Regions from separate parts of the Zea mays genome. Here region 2 is linked to region 1. The links are chromatin contacts, called in public Hi-C maps. All regions are on one chromosome and are shown on one strand. Each heading gives the region's core, a stretch centred on a gene start, on an enhancer-like site or on the middle of the called end of the contact. The rest is flanking DNA. Distances are from core to core; before and after follow the strand shown. Region 1 holds the start of LOC100285605 (metacaspase type II). Region 2 holds the start of LOC100281596 (Putative E3 ubiquitin-protein ligase RING1).

Region 1 (5,820 bases), core at 1,757-4,256:
TCGTCTAGACGACGGGCCCGATGAGGGCTACATGGTTTACCCTTCGGTAGTGGTCTTTGATTTGTCGTTTTGTTTCGAACTTAGAGCTAGACCCTCCGGAGATCATGTGAATTACTCCCCTAAAAGGTTGGTCGGCGAAGCCTTCTTGCTTTGGTAGTGGTGGGGGAAGTGGTAAGGGTTGGTTTGGATGTTGAGGTGGTGGAGGTGGCAATGATAGAATTTCTTGATGTTGAAGGCGCTGTTGATGTGGAAAAAGATTGTGGTTTTGATGCTGGGGGTAATAGTGGTGTTCATTTTGAATTTGATGCTGGTTGGTTGGTAGGTATGAGCGATGACTCTTTGGTTGTTAGCTGGAGCGGCCCTAGCCATTCGGTCCTTTGTTGCTTTAGTCTCTGGGCAGTCCCTGGTCAGGTCTGTTGAGTCTTCGCCATGGAAAATACAATAGAATCTTCTCTGTTGTTGAGGTGCTCGTCCCCTGCCTCTGCCCATGATCGCGTTGCCACCGCACCCTTGTTGCGGGGGTAATCTTGACGATGAGGGGGGTATCTCCTGGTTGCTGCTGATTTGCAATATTGTGTACCTGGGACTGGGCACGGTCTTGCTAGACTGAGTCTGGTTGCGAAGGCCTAATCCATGTTATACTGGATTGCAGAGTCTATTTAGGTTTTCGTTGGGACATGAATTTCCTCTTGTGGAGCTCTTCTAATCGGGCATACTTTTCAAAGAGCTGATAAAACTCCTACAAGTTTTTTGGTGGATCCCTTAAGCAGTGGCTGTATAGAACACCTGCCCGAAGGCCGCTGATTGCATAGTGGATGGCTATATGCTATATGGTCATCGATCAAAGACAGCTGTGATTTCAGTAAGAGAAACTTTTTCTAGTATTCTTGAAGAGTTTCTCTCTTGCTACCTACAGAGCGAGAGTTCTGCCATGGCGTCTGTCTCGGGTCTATAGCCTTGAAAATTCAGCAAGAACTTGTCGTGAAGTGTCTTCCATGAGTCAATTGATAATGGTGGCAGTCTTGAGTATCATGTTAGAGTTGGGCCTTCGAGGGCTATGATGAATGACTTGGCCATGGTGGCATCGTCCCCCCAGATGATGCGATTGCAACCTGATAGCTCATGATGTACTGAGTTGGGTCTGCACTGCCATTATACTTTGGGTAGGTGCCTGCTATGAAGATTTGCGGCAAGGGGGAGGCCTGGAGCTGTGGTGCAAGAGGGTTTCGTTCATCAAGGTAATTTAACCCTTGGAATGCATCTGGTGCGAGGATTGGATGTGGGGGTGACGAGGGTTTATGTAGAGCGCAAGGTCCTGACATTGGTGAAGGGGTCCTCGCCCTACATTTCTGCGATTTGATGTTTTAGCTCTCTGTCTTTCTGCTCCTCGTCTAATATCATCTGCCTGACTTTGGCTTGCATGTTAATGCGCTGGCGCTTGGCTGCGAGTATTTCCTTTTGTTTCTACTGGTGATTGTTTTTTGTGCGGAGCACGCACAATTTTAGCTGGTCTTCAGTTGAGATGCCTAGGACCTCGCCATCCTCGATGATATCGTTAGCCCGGAGGCAAAGCCTGGCGGAGGGTTCCGATGGAGGCCTTCAGAGCTACACGTGCGAACGGTGCCTTCAGGTGTGGGTGGATTTTCTGTGTGAGGTCGCTTGCTGTTGACTGCTCCATCCTCGGGTGCCTCTTAGGGAATTTCGCCGACAAGGGTTTCCTTGCCTTTCTTTTCAGCGAGAGCTGCCTTCGCCACGTCGTCCGGAGAGGTGGTGGCCTTCGATGTCGCTTTGTTGGGATCCATTGCGGGATTGGTTTGTCGAAGCACGAATAGTGAGCACCAAATGTTGGGAATGTTTGACACGTGGTGGAGTGGGCCCTAAGTGGGAATGCTCAAGTGCTCAACAAAACAGTGGGTAGGGAATTGCAGCGTCTTGTTAAGCACCCATCAATGTACAATGCGATGGTATTTATAGGTAACCATGTGGGTGGGCACACCCTCCTAAGTATAATTATGCCCCCGGTTACCTGCTTTAGCCCGGGAATATTCCCCCTTGGGGGTCATTACAACGAGGTTAAGTACAACATGATTAAATACACCATAAGCCTTACCCCAGGAAGGGGCTTACAAATGGGCATGAATGGCCAGCGGGGCGCCGCATGGGCCCATCCCACAGATGACGGTCTTCCCTAGGACGAGACACTCTTCGCTCTAGGGCGCCGGGGTCTTCGAACCTTGCCAAGACTTATACTCGGAGCCGCCCAAGCTGGTGGTGATGGCGAGCGAAGGAGCCCCCGCTTTAAGCGGTAGGTCCCTTCGCCTCCAAACCTTTGTCGGTTCTCTGACCAAAACCTTGGCTTCGGTACGGGTCAAAGTACCCTTCGCCTCCTGTGTCCGGGATAGAACCTGTTCAATTTATGTTAAAGCAGATTGAACGAAGGGAGCGGACGGCCCTCGCTCCAACCACCTCCATGTAGGTCGTCAGGCATAAGTTTGTGGAGCACATTGGACGTCGTCATGACTGTTACACGGTATTAACATCGATGGCAACTAACGGTTGTCGGACATTTTAGAACCGACGGACTAATGTCGTCGAAAATAAGCTCTAAGCCATCAGAAATAATCTATGTTCGACGACAGAGGTCTTATTTTCAATAGCTTAGTCGTCAGAAATTCCTATGTTTACTGTTGTGTTTCAATTGAAAAAATCTAACTAGTGATGATTTGTATCTACCAAATACAATAACCTTTGGCTAAATTCTTCTCATTTACTAACTCCGTTCTCGAATGTTTGTGACTCGCTAGTTTATTTTTAAATTAAAACGTGACAAATAAAGGAACGGAGGGAATATTTATTTACATACATACATTTAAGCTAACCCGATACGATTGTTCACCAAGTGGAAGGCCGCTTTAGCGCCTTTAGCCGACGTCAACCCACCATCCAATACCAAGATGGCGGGGTGGTGGCAATGAGCACCTCGTGCGACAGCACTCCGGAGCTCCACCATTCGATTGGGCAACTCGTCACCGTACCAACCAAACCATCATTCCAGCCGCGGCGGGACACACCGCCTCCGCCGAACTAACGCGACGACGACGCACGGCGGCCTCGTCCGGCACCGGCAGGAGCGCGATGGGGCAGAAGCGCGCCTTGCTGGTGGGCATCAACTACCTGGGCACGGACGGGGAGCTGAAGGGATGCCTCAACGACGTGGCCCGCATGCGCCGCTGCCTGGTGGGCCGCTTCGGGTTCGACGAGGCCGACATCCGTGTCCTGGCCGACGCCGACCCGTCCACGCCGCCGCCCACTGGGGCCAACATCCGGCTGGAGCTCGAGCGGCTCGTGGCGGGCGCGCGCCCCGGGGACGCGCTCTTCTTCCACTACAGCGGCCACGGCCTGCAGCTCCCCGCCGAGACTGGGGAGGACGACGACACCGGGTACGACGAGTGCATCGTGCCATGCGACCTCAACTTGATCAAAGGTGTGCTCTCCCATCTGTTTTTCTCTGCGTTTAGCAGCGAGCACTTAGGATCGAGCGTTAGTTGCATTCGTAGGCACACCGTTGGTATCTGATGGTTAGGTTCCGCTAGCCTTCATACAGTATCCCCTCCGAAGACGAGCTTAGTAACAAGGGTTGCATGTATGGGTCGCAAATCTATCATGTAATTAACAAACGACTAGATAATTTTGTGGGCTGCCATATGCACCTTTTCCTGATCTCCATGCAGACCAAGATTTCACGGATCTCGTGGCCAAGGTCCCTGACGGCTGCCGCTTCACCATGGTCTCGGACTCGTGCCACAGCGGCGGCCTGATCGACAAGACCAAGGAGCAAATCGGGAACAGCACCAAGCAGAACAGAACCCAGCAGCGCCGAGAGCGCGAAATGAAGCCTCCTCCTCCCGCTCCCGGTTCCGCACTCCGCGTCTCCCTCGCGCGAATCGTCCGTGGCGTGCTGGAGTCTCTGGGGTGCATCCACTGCAGTCGTTGCCGTGTCCAGCAGCAGGGCAACAGCAATAGCAGCAGCATCAGCAACCGGTCGCTGCCGCTGTCGACGTTCATCCAGATGCTCAGGGACAAGACCGGAAGGCACGACGTCGGCGTGGGCTCCATCCGCACGACGCTGTTCCACCACTTCGGCGACGAGGCGAGCCCCAAGGTCAAGAGGTTCATGAAGGCCATGCTGTTAGGCAAGCTCCGGCACGACGGCAAGGAAGCGGAGGAGCAGTCGCGCGTTCCCAGGGAGGCAGAGGTGGAGGAGACCCTGGCGCAGGACGCGCACAGCGTCGAGGAAGTGTACGCGGGGCCGGCTGCGGCGGCGGCGGCGGCCAGGGTGCCGCCGCGCAACGGCGTCCTGATCAGCGGGTGCCAGACGGACGAGACCTCGGCGGACGCGACCACGGCCGACGGCATGTCCTACGGCGCGCTGAGCAACGTGATCCAGACCATCCTCGCCGGGGACGGCAAGAAGCGCGGCGTGGCGCTGGCGGTGACGAACCGAGAGCTGGTGGTCCGGGCGCGGGAGCTGCTGTCCAGGCAGGGGTACACGCAGCAGCCCGGGCTCTACTGCAGCGACGAGCACGCCACGCTGCCCTTCATCTGCTGAAGACGAAATAAACTCCGTGTACAGTGAATTTCAGGCTTCATTAGTTCATTTTACGGGATGCTACGTTGTGTTGTGTGTGTAACAGAATTGACACTTTGTGTTGACTCGTGGTGTGCCGCAGCCTGCGTATGTTATGGTGTTACTGTTACGTTGTTACCTGATGACGTTGACCTTCTTCTCAGTCCCTGCTGTCCTGCTCCAAAGTGTGCAAGTGCGAAGGGGCGGCGATCCAAGATCACACAAAGGACAGGGGAAATCGAAGCCACCGAGCCCCCACACGTCGCCATCGCCGTGATCGATTATACCGCCGTCTCCTCCCCCCGCAGCCCGCACCCACCCCACCGGAACCGTCGTCCCGACCTCTCGCCAGCGATAAGCAAATCCCCGCCTCACTCTCTCGTCCACAGACAAAGCCACGACCCACAAGTGCCCCCCTCCTCCCGCGCTCCCAAATCACTCCCTCTCTGTCTCTCCACTCCACTCGCCGCCGCCGCCGCCCGAATCTCAATGGCGTCCGCGGCCGCCCCGCCAACCTCCCTCTCCCTCGCGGCCCGTGCGGCAAGCAGGGCGGCCGCCGCCCCGCTCCGCAGGGGAGGCCTCGCCGCGGCGCGCCAGCCGGCGCGGTCGCTGGCGTTCGCGGCGGGCGACGCGCGGCTCGCGGTCCACGTCGCGTCGCGGTGCCGGCAGGCGTCCTCCGCGCGCGGCACGCGGGCCATGGCCACCATGGCGAAGAAGAGCGTCGGGGACCTCACGGAGGCCGACCTCAAGGGGAAGCGCGTCTTCGTGCGTGCCGACCTCAACGTGCCGCTCGACGAGAACCAGAACATCACCGACGACACCCGCATCCGGGCCGCCATCCCCACCATCCAGTACCTCCTCGGCAAGGGCGCCAAAGTCATCCTCTCAAGCCACTTGGTGAGTTCCCGCCCCTACGCCCTTCCCGTATCTCATCTCATTTGGGGAAGTAATGCTCTTCGCACGCATAGACAATGTAGGAATTCAGTACTCCTTGGATCACTTCTATTTTCGTTTTTGGGCACAAACTAGGAATTGATGCAAAGGTAAAAGAGAATCCTTCTAGAAAAAAATAAAAGTAGAAGAAGGCTGAGCCAAGGATCTCGCAGACACCCACAATGTAGGAGCCAAGGATCTGCACAATGACAGTGTTTAATCAAACTCGTGATTTTGTATATGCACACTGGATATTAATT
Region 2 (5,820 bases), core at 1,053-3,552, 340 kb before region 1:
CTTTTGACCGTAGCGAGGACAAATCCTTTATTATTCATTTTTATTAAAAAAACATTCAGGTAGCAGTATGGAACTTTTGACCGTAGTGAGGATAAATCCTTTATTATTCATGTTTACATCAATCATGTATCCACAATCTATGGAACACAAAATCCACCACAAGATCATTATATAGCTATGAAATGGAGAAGGTGATGTTCACCATGACATAAGAGAATGACAGAACAAGATGAAAAGAGCTTGAAATTAGTAGCCCTTCCTTTTTTTTGGCAGGAAACTGATACTATTAGCACTTATACAGTAATTGGACCCCAGAGAGAACTCTTAAGCTTTCCAACTCATATTGGTGGACTCAATGAAGCTATAGGGTCCCAAAGCCACCCACAATAATAGGATTTCTACCAGAAATATGCTACAAAATTATCCAGACTGAATATTGATCTTGTAGCAATTGAGGAGCTGATTTGCACCTTCTAACAAGTAATCAATTACCAAATGCAGGACAGAGAAATGCAGGGTATAAACCGTATAATGGGAAAAATGATAAGTAAAGACGTAAGAAATCAGATGCAGTCTATAAAATTTGGAAGCACGGGAAGACATCAAAACAGCTGATGGCGAGGTCATACACTATATATCAAAAGACCAAGAGAAGCTTCTGCACCAAACCGAGTTAGGCACTAACAGGGTAAGCACTATCACGGTCATGGGTGATCAGGAATCAGGGTCGCAACAGTAGAACAAGATACCAGATACTCGGAGCTTGACAGCACACTCCATGACTGAAAAAATGAAACTCTTGCAACGAACAACTGGAAACACGAACAGATACCTCGCAACCCCCCCCCCCCCCAAGAAGATAATATATGGGATTAATGACCTTGAATGTCACTCCAGAACCAGATGTTAATGTTAAGAGAACAGCATCTCCACGAGCCCCGTTGTATACAAAGAATACGGGTGCACAAGGAGGCTCACAAGGTCGCCTACGCATGCCAAGACGCCAAGACCATTGCGATCCTGGAGGTCAGGCTAGCAGCGACAAAAAGGATACAGGAAATAGTTCGCCGTAGACATACACGATTCAGGAGCAAGAAAAATAGGCAACTGTTCCAGTGGGCAGCTGAACCACGATGAACAAGAGGGCCCATTCAGCTGTGGGCTGTGGCTGGCGGCTCCGGCAGAACAGTTTGGGCAAGCGACGATCCACCTCGGATGCACCCGCCGGCATTTGCCGTCACGAGCACGGCGCCTCCGGAACCGTGCGACATGACGAAAGCATGCATGCTAAGATCCCAGGCCCTGGCGGTGATGGGAGCGATTCCGCCGCCGCGCACAACGAAGCAGCACAGGCACAGCCGGCTCGACCGAACAAGAGCAAGAGCAACTCAAGGTGGCCTGCCGCCGCCAGTACGCCACGAGGAACGGACGAACCCGAGCGGGCTCGCGGGTCCACAACACTACGAAGATCCCACGCCTCGGAGGCGAAGGGAGCGCTCGAGCCGACATCACCACGACGAAAGCGGCGGCCGCCAGGGCTGGCGGGTGGACTGAGCACCTCCCGTCGACAGCCTCTGCCGTCACCCGGCCGAACGGGAGCTGGCGCACGGGGACGTGACGACAGGACACCGCCAAATCGCTACGGGCGGCAGAGCAGACGGCGGTGGAGGAGACGGGGAAGAGCGGAGGAGAAGGGAGGGAGGGGGGAGTCCACGGTTTACTTACTCGTCCATCACGCCGTCACTCTGCGACGACTGGCTGTCGCAGTCGTCGTCGCCTCCGCTCCCGCTCCCGTCCCCGCCGCCGCCGCCTTCGCGGTCTCCTTCCTCCTCGTCGTCAGCGTCGGAATCTGCCAAGCCCACCAGAGAAGCACGCGCTCAGCGACACCCTTAGAGACGCAGCACCGCGCGACGCGTACGCGCATCGCGAGAAGATGACCCGAGTCGGCGGGCCGCGCGTCGTTGAAAGCCCAGTAGTACCGTGGCGCTGGTCCTTGGCCTGCAGCGGCCCGCCGTCCCGCTCCTCCACTCCGTTCAGCGTCACCTTCGGCGACCGTTGGTCGGCCCCGCCGCAGCCGTCCGCGTCGGCGCCAGGAGCTTCCTCGACGTCGGCGTCGGAGCCGGGCGAGGCAGACGACGGGAGCGGGCGCTTCTGCGCGGGCATTCCGGCCGCTAGCTCGGCTCGGCGCGCGGCGTTCCTGCCTAGTGGGAACGAGGAGGAGCCGATGAGGGAAGGGAGGTCAGGTGGTGCGTGGTGGGTGGAAGGAAGCGGCTCGAGCTGATGGAGGCGGAGAGCGAGAGGAAAAGGAAGGAGACTAGGCGAACGCGAACGCGAGGCAGGGGAAGGGGGTGCCCGGTGCGGGCCGTGCAGCGCTGCCCCTGCCCCTGTGTCGTGTAACTTTGGGTTGGTGCCGATGCGCGTGGCCGCGTGCGGCGACTGCTCGGCTCGACTCGCTGGCTGCCTGCCTCCTGCCGCTCCCTGCGCTCTCGGGCCTCCTTTTCTTCTCTGTTTCTCGTTTGCCGTTGTTGAGTACGCGAGGTGGTCAGGTGGAGGCGCGACGCCCGGCCGCGGTACAGGCGTGGCCGTGCGAGTCTCGTAACTGTCGGATGCAAGATGCAACGGGAGCCGGCCCTTTGATCCAGGGGAACAAATTTGTATATGCACCTTAGGTTGTATAGAGAATAGCGTTTGGACGGAGCGACGATGAAAGAGGAAGAGTGATGAGATGTGATCATTTTAACTTTACCCGTGTTTGGTTTGGAGGTCCAGAGTCAGAGTCAAATAATATTCTTAAAAAATGGTGAATGTGGTCATCCTCAAAAAATAAGAGGCGGAATCAGTCCAGGGATTGATATTGTCCCATCCCTCATTGACACCGAACCAAACAATGTAATAACAAAGTTCACAAAAATATACATTTTTCCACTCTACTTCAATTATATATAAAATTTCATTACATAAAACTAATAAAAAATTAAAATTCATGACAAGTTTAGATTAAAAAATCGTCTATAATTTTGTCTTTCTTATTACAACTAACAATTTTAAACTTGAAAATTTGTATTTGTTGGCAAGAACAGATTAGGGTTCCGAGTTTTTTGTTGTGTTTGTTGGCAAGAATCACATTATTAACTCAAAATTTTGTTGGTAACGGGTCCAGCCCCCCTCCTCTATAAAAGCAGAGGAATACAACCGAAACTGATTTAATCAATCAATCGAACCCTCAATCAATACAATTTACATTTATTCTTAGTAGTAGTTATAGTCTAGTTCTAGGTTAGTCTTCCAATCCCCAAATTATTCGCTTCTCTTCGACTCTACGTCGATTAGAGGAGTCTAGGTTGGCCTGCCGAGCCTAGACATCTCCTAGGATCTCTCCTCCCCGACGGGGTCCCTCCCGGGAGCGAGATCCAGGCGCCGCCGGCGACTTCCGCCGCCCCTGCGCACGCGCGGACCGTCCGGCCGTCAGGCAGAAAACCCTAGCCCTGCGCCAGGCCGCGGACCGCCCGACCCCTGGCCACGGACCGTCCGCCCTTGTGCAGAGAGCACCACCACAGTTCGTGTTGAGTGATTGGCGCCCGAAAAAGGTGTCAACATACTTTTGACGACTCCGCTGGGGACAAGACGTCTAGACCTATCAAATCGGCCCTCAATGGTCGTTTCAAGGGATAGTTCTCAATTCTCCCCCAGCAACATTATAGAGCCGACTTGGTGTGAATCATCTAGACCCCTTAGTGATGTTTTGGTAATTAATAACAACTATTTGTGGATTAACAGTTCTTAGAGAAATAAGAATGCAGGTTGGACCACAGAGAACAGAAAATCTTGGAGACTTATAAGCATTGGTTGTGGATCAAGTGAAGGCAAAGGTATAACATAGTTTTTTGTTTTTGTCGGTCTCCAGGAGTTTAGAGAAGACATTTGACCGGATTAGTAGGCTAGATGGCCGTACTATTAAGAGGGGTCAATGAATTTGGTCTGTGTAAAACTTAGTGCCTCATAGAGCATCTAGTGGTTGCATTTGCATGAGGTCTAACAGCGCTTCCGGTTTCGAGAGTTAAAAATCTTTTCGAAAGCGTGTTTAAAAAGTTGCTAAGTCATGGGGTTGGCGGACCGTCCGGGCCAAGTGGGCGGACCGTCTGCGATCCATCCAGTGGGGTCCGAAGTATGTTCACTTTGGACTGGTCCTGTATGTTTGTATTGCGGACCGTCCGGGCCTTGGGGCCGGACCGTCCGCAGTCCTGACCAGAGAGGGTCGCCCTCTGCACAGTCCCTGTGTAATTGTGCGGACTGTCCGGCCGGGGTCGGCGGACCGTTCGCAGGTGCCAAATTTGTTTGGGCAGGGACTGTGTGGTTTTGGGCACTTGTACTACGGACTGTCCGGGGCCAGAGCCCGGATAGTACTAACTCCCAGGTCGCGGATCGTTCGGCCTTGTATGACGGACTGTCCTCATGTGTTAACTCATCGTGGTCAGAGCTCTGGTGCTCCTTGTTGCCAGGTCTCGGATGGTCCGGCCAAGGTTGGCGGACTGTCCGAACTTCGCTTTTCTGACAGCTCTGACAGATTTCAAATGGGAAAACTAGCCGTTACTTGTACGGCGGGCCGTCCGGCCTAAGGGCGCGGACCGTCCGCGTGTGCGCAGAAATTGTGCTAGTTGCACATAACGGTTAGAATTGTGAGGTGGGCTATAAATAGAAGGGGAGCTTGTGTGTGAGGGCTCTCTTGGCCATTCCTTGCACACATTGAGCTCATTTGTGATCCTCCCACTCATTCTCTCACACTCCTTGCTTGAGATTGCATTCTAGTGAGAGATTGAGAGTTCCTAGTGCATTTGCATCCATTGGTGATTCTTGAGGCACTAGGTGATACATTGGGCAAGCGTCATCGGCTTGTTACTCTTGGAGGTTGCTGCCTCCTAAACGACTCGGGTGTTGTCTCTGTCGAGCTCTCCAAGAAGATTGTGGAGGAGCCGCAGTGTTGATTGTGAGGGGTTCGTGCCTACCTCGCCGGAGCGGCAAAGGCGACACTAGTGGAAATGAGGTATTGAGTGATTTCTTGTCCACTTGGCTCAAAGATCAAGACGCATCTTGATAGAGGAGCAAGTGAGAGCTTGAAGTCCACCTCAACGTGGATTAGGGGTGATCGGCAAATCACCAATACCACGGGATAAAATCGTGTGTCTTTCTCTTCTCGCATTACTTATTACCATGCAAGTGATTAGTATTTCGCATATTGTCTTTCTTGTATACAATTACCATAGTTGTTTCTCATAGATTGCTTACTTGTTGTCACTAGAGAATTTATACCTCTTGTCATATTGATTAAATTTCTCTAGTGTTTTTGTTTTTAGTCAAAACCGTCTATTCACCCCCCTCTAGCCGGTGTCCTAGATCCTACAAGTACTATCAGAGCCAAGGACTCCATTGTTTGTGGATCGAATCATCCCGGAGTTGGACAAAATGGCTAGTAACAACAATGTGCACATTGGGAAGCCACCACATTTTGATGGGAATAACTATGACTATTGGAAAATAAGAATGGCAATGCATCTTAGAGCAATGGGTGGAAAAATTTGGCCAATTGTCAAGGATGGGTTTGTTGTGTTGAAACAAGATGAACCATCGACTAGTGACAATGAAAACATTCTTACAAATGATCAAGCCATGAATGTATTCTATGATGCTCTTGACATAAATGAGTTCAACCGTATCAAGAATCTCACAACTGCTCATGAGATTTGGATTAAGCTAATGGAAATTCATGAAGGAACTACAATTGTGAAGAGTGCAAAGCTATATGTGTGCAAAGGAAAATTTGAG

What was found. A called contact is a pair of places that touch in the nucleus more often than the background predicts.
Region 2: a contact with region 1 is called in a Hi-C map of tassel, with 3 times the contacts expected there. The contact joins the promoter of LOC100281596 here to the promoter of LOC100285605 in region 1. A contact is called at or near these places in 4 of 25 Hi-C or Micro-C datasets (ear, leaf and tassel).

Annotation. Positions count from the first base shown.
Region 1 is chr8:123,533,924-123,539,743 of Zm-B73-REFERENCE-NAM-5.0, reverse strand. LOC100285605 (metacaspase type II) reads left to right here and starts at 3,006. Exons shown (of 2, transcript NM_001158496.1): 1 at 3,006-3,484; 2 at 3,732-4,783. The coding sequence starts at 3,136. The coding sequence ends at 4,609. It overlaps LOC103635817 (phosphoglycerate kinase, chloroplastic), which reads left to right and starts at 4,820. Exons shown (of 6, transcript XM_008658193.4): 1 at 4,820-5,524. The coding sequence starts at 5,117.
Region 2 is chr8:123,874,116-123,879,935 of Zm-B73-REFERENCE-NAM-5.0, reverse strand. LOC100281596 (Putative E3 ubiquitin-protein ligase RING1) reads right to left here and starts at 2,302. Exons shown (of 10, transcript NM_001154515.2): 1 at 1,980-2,302; 2 at 1,726-1,849. The coding sequence starts at 2,163.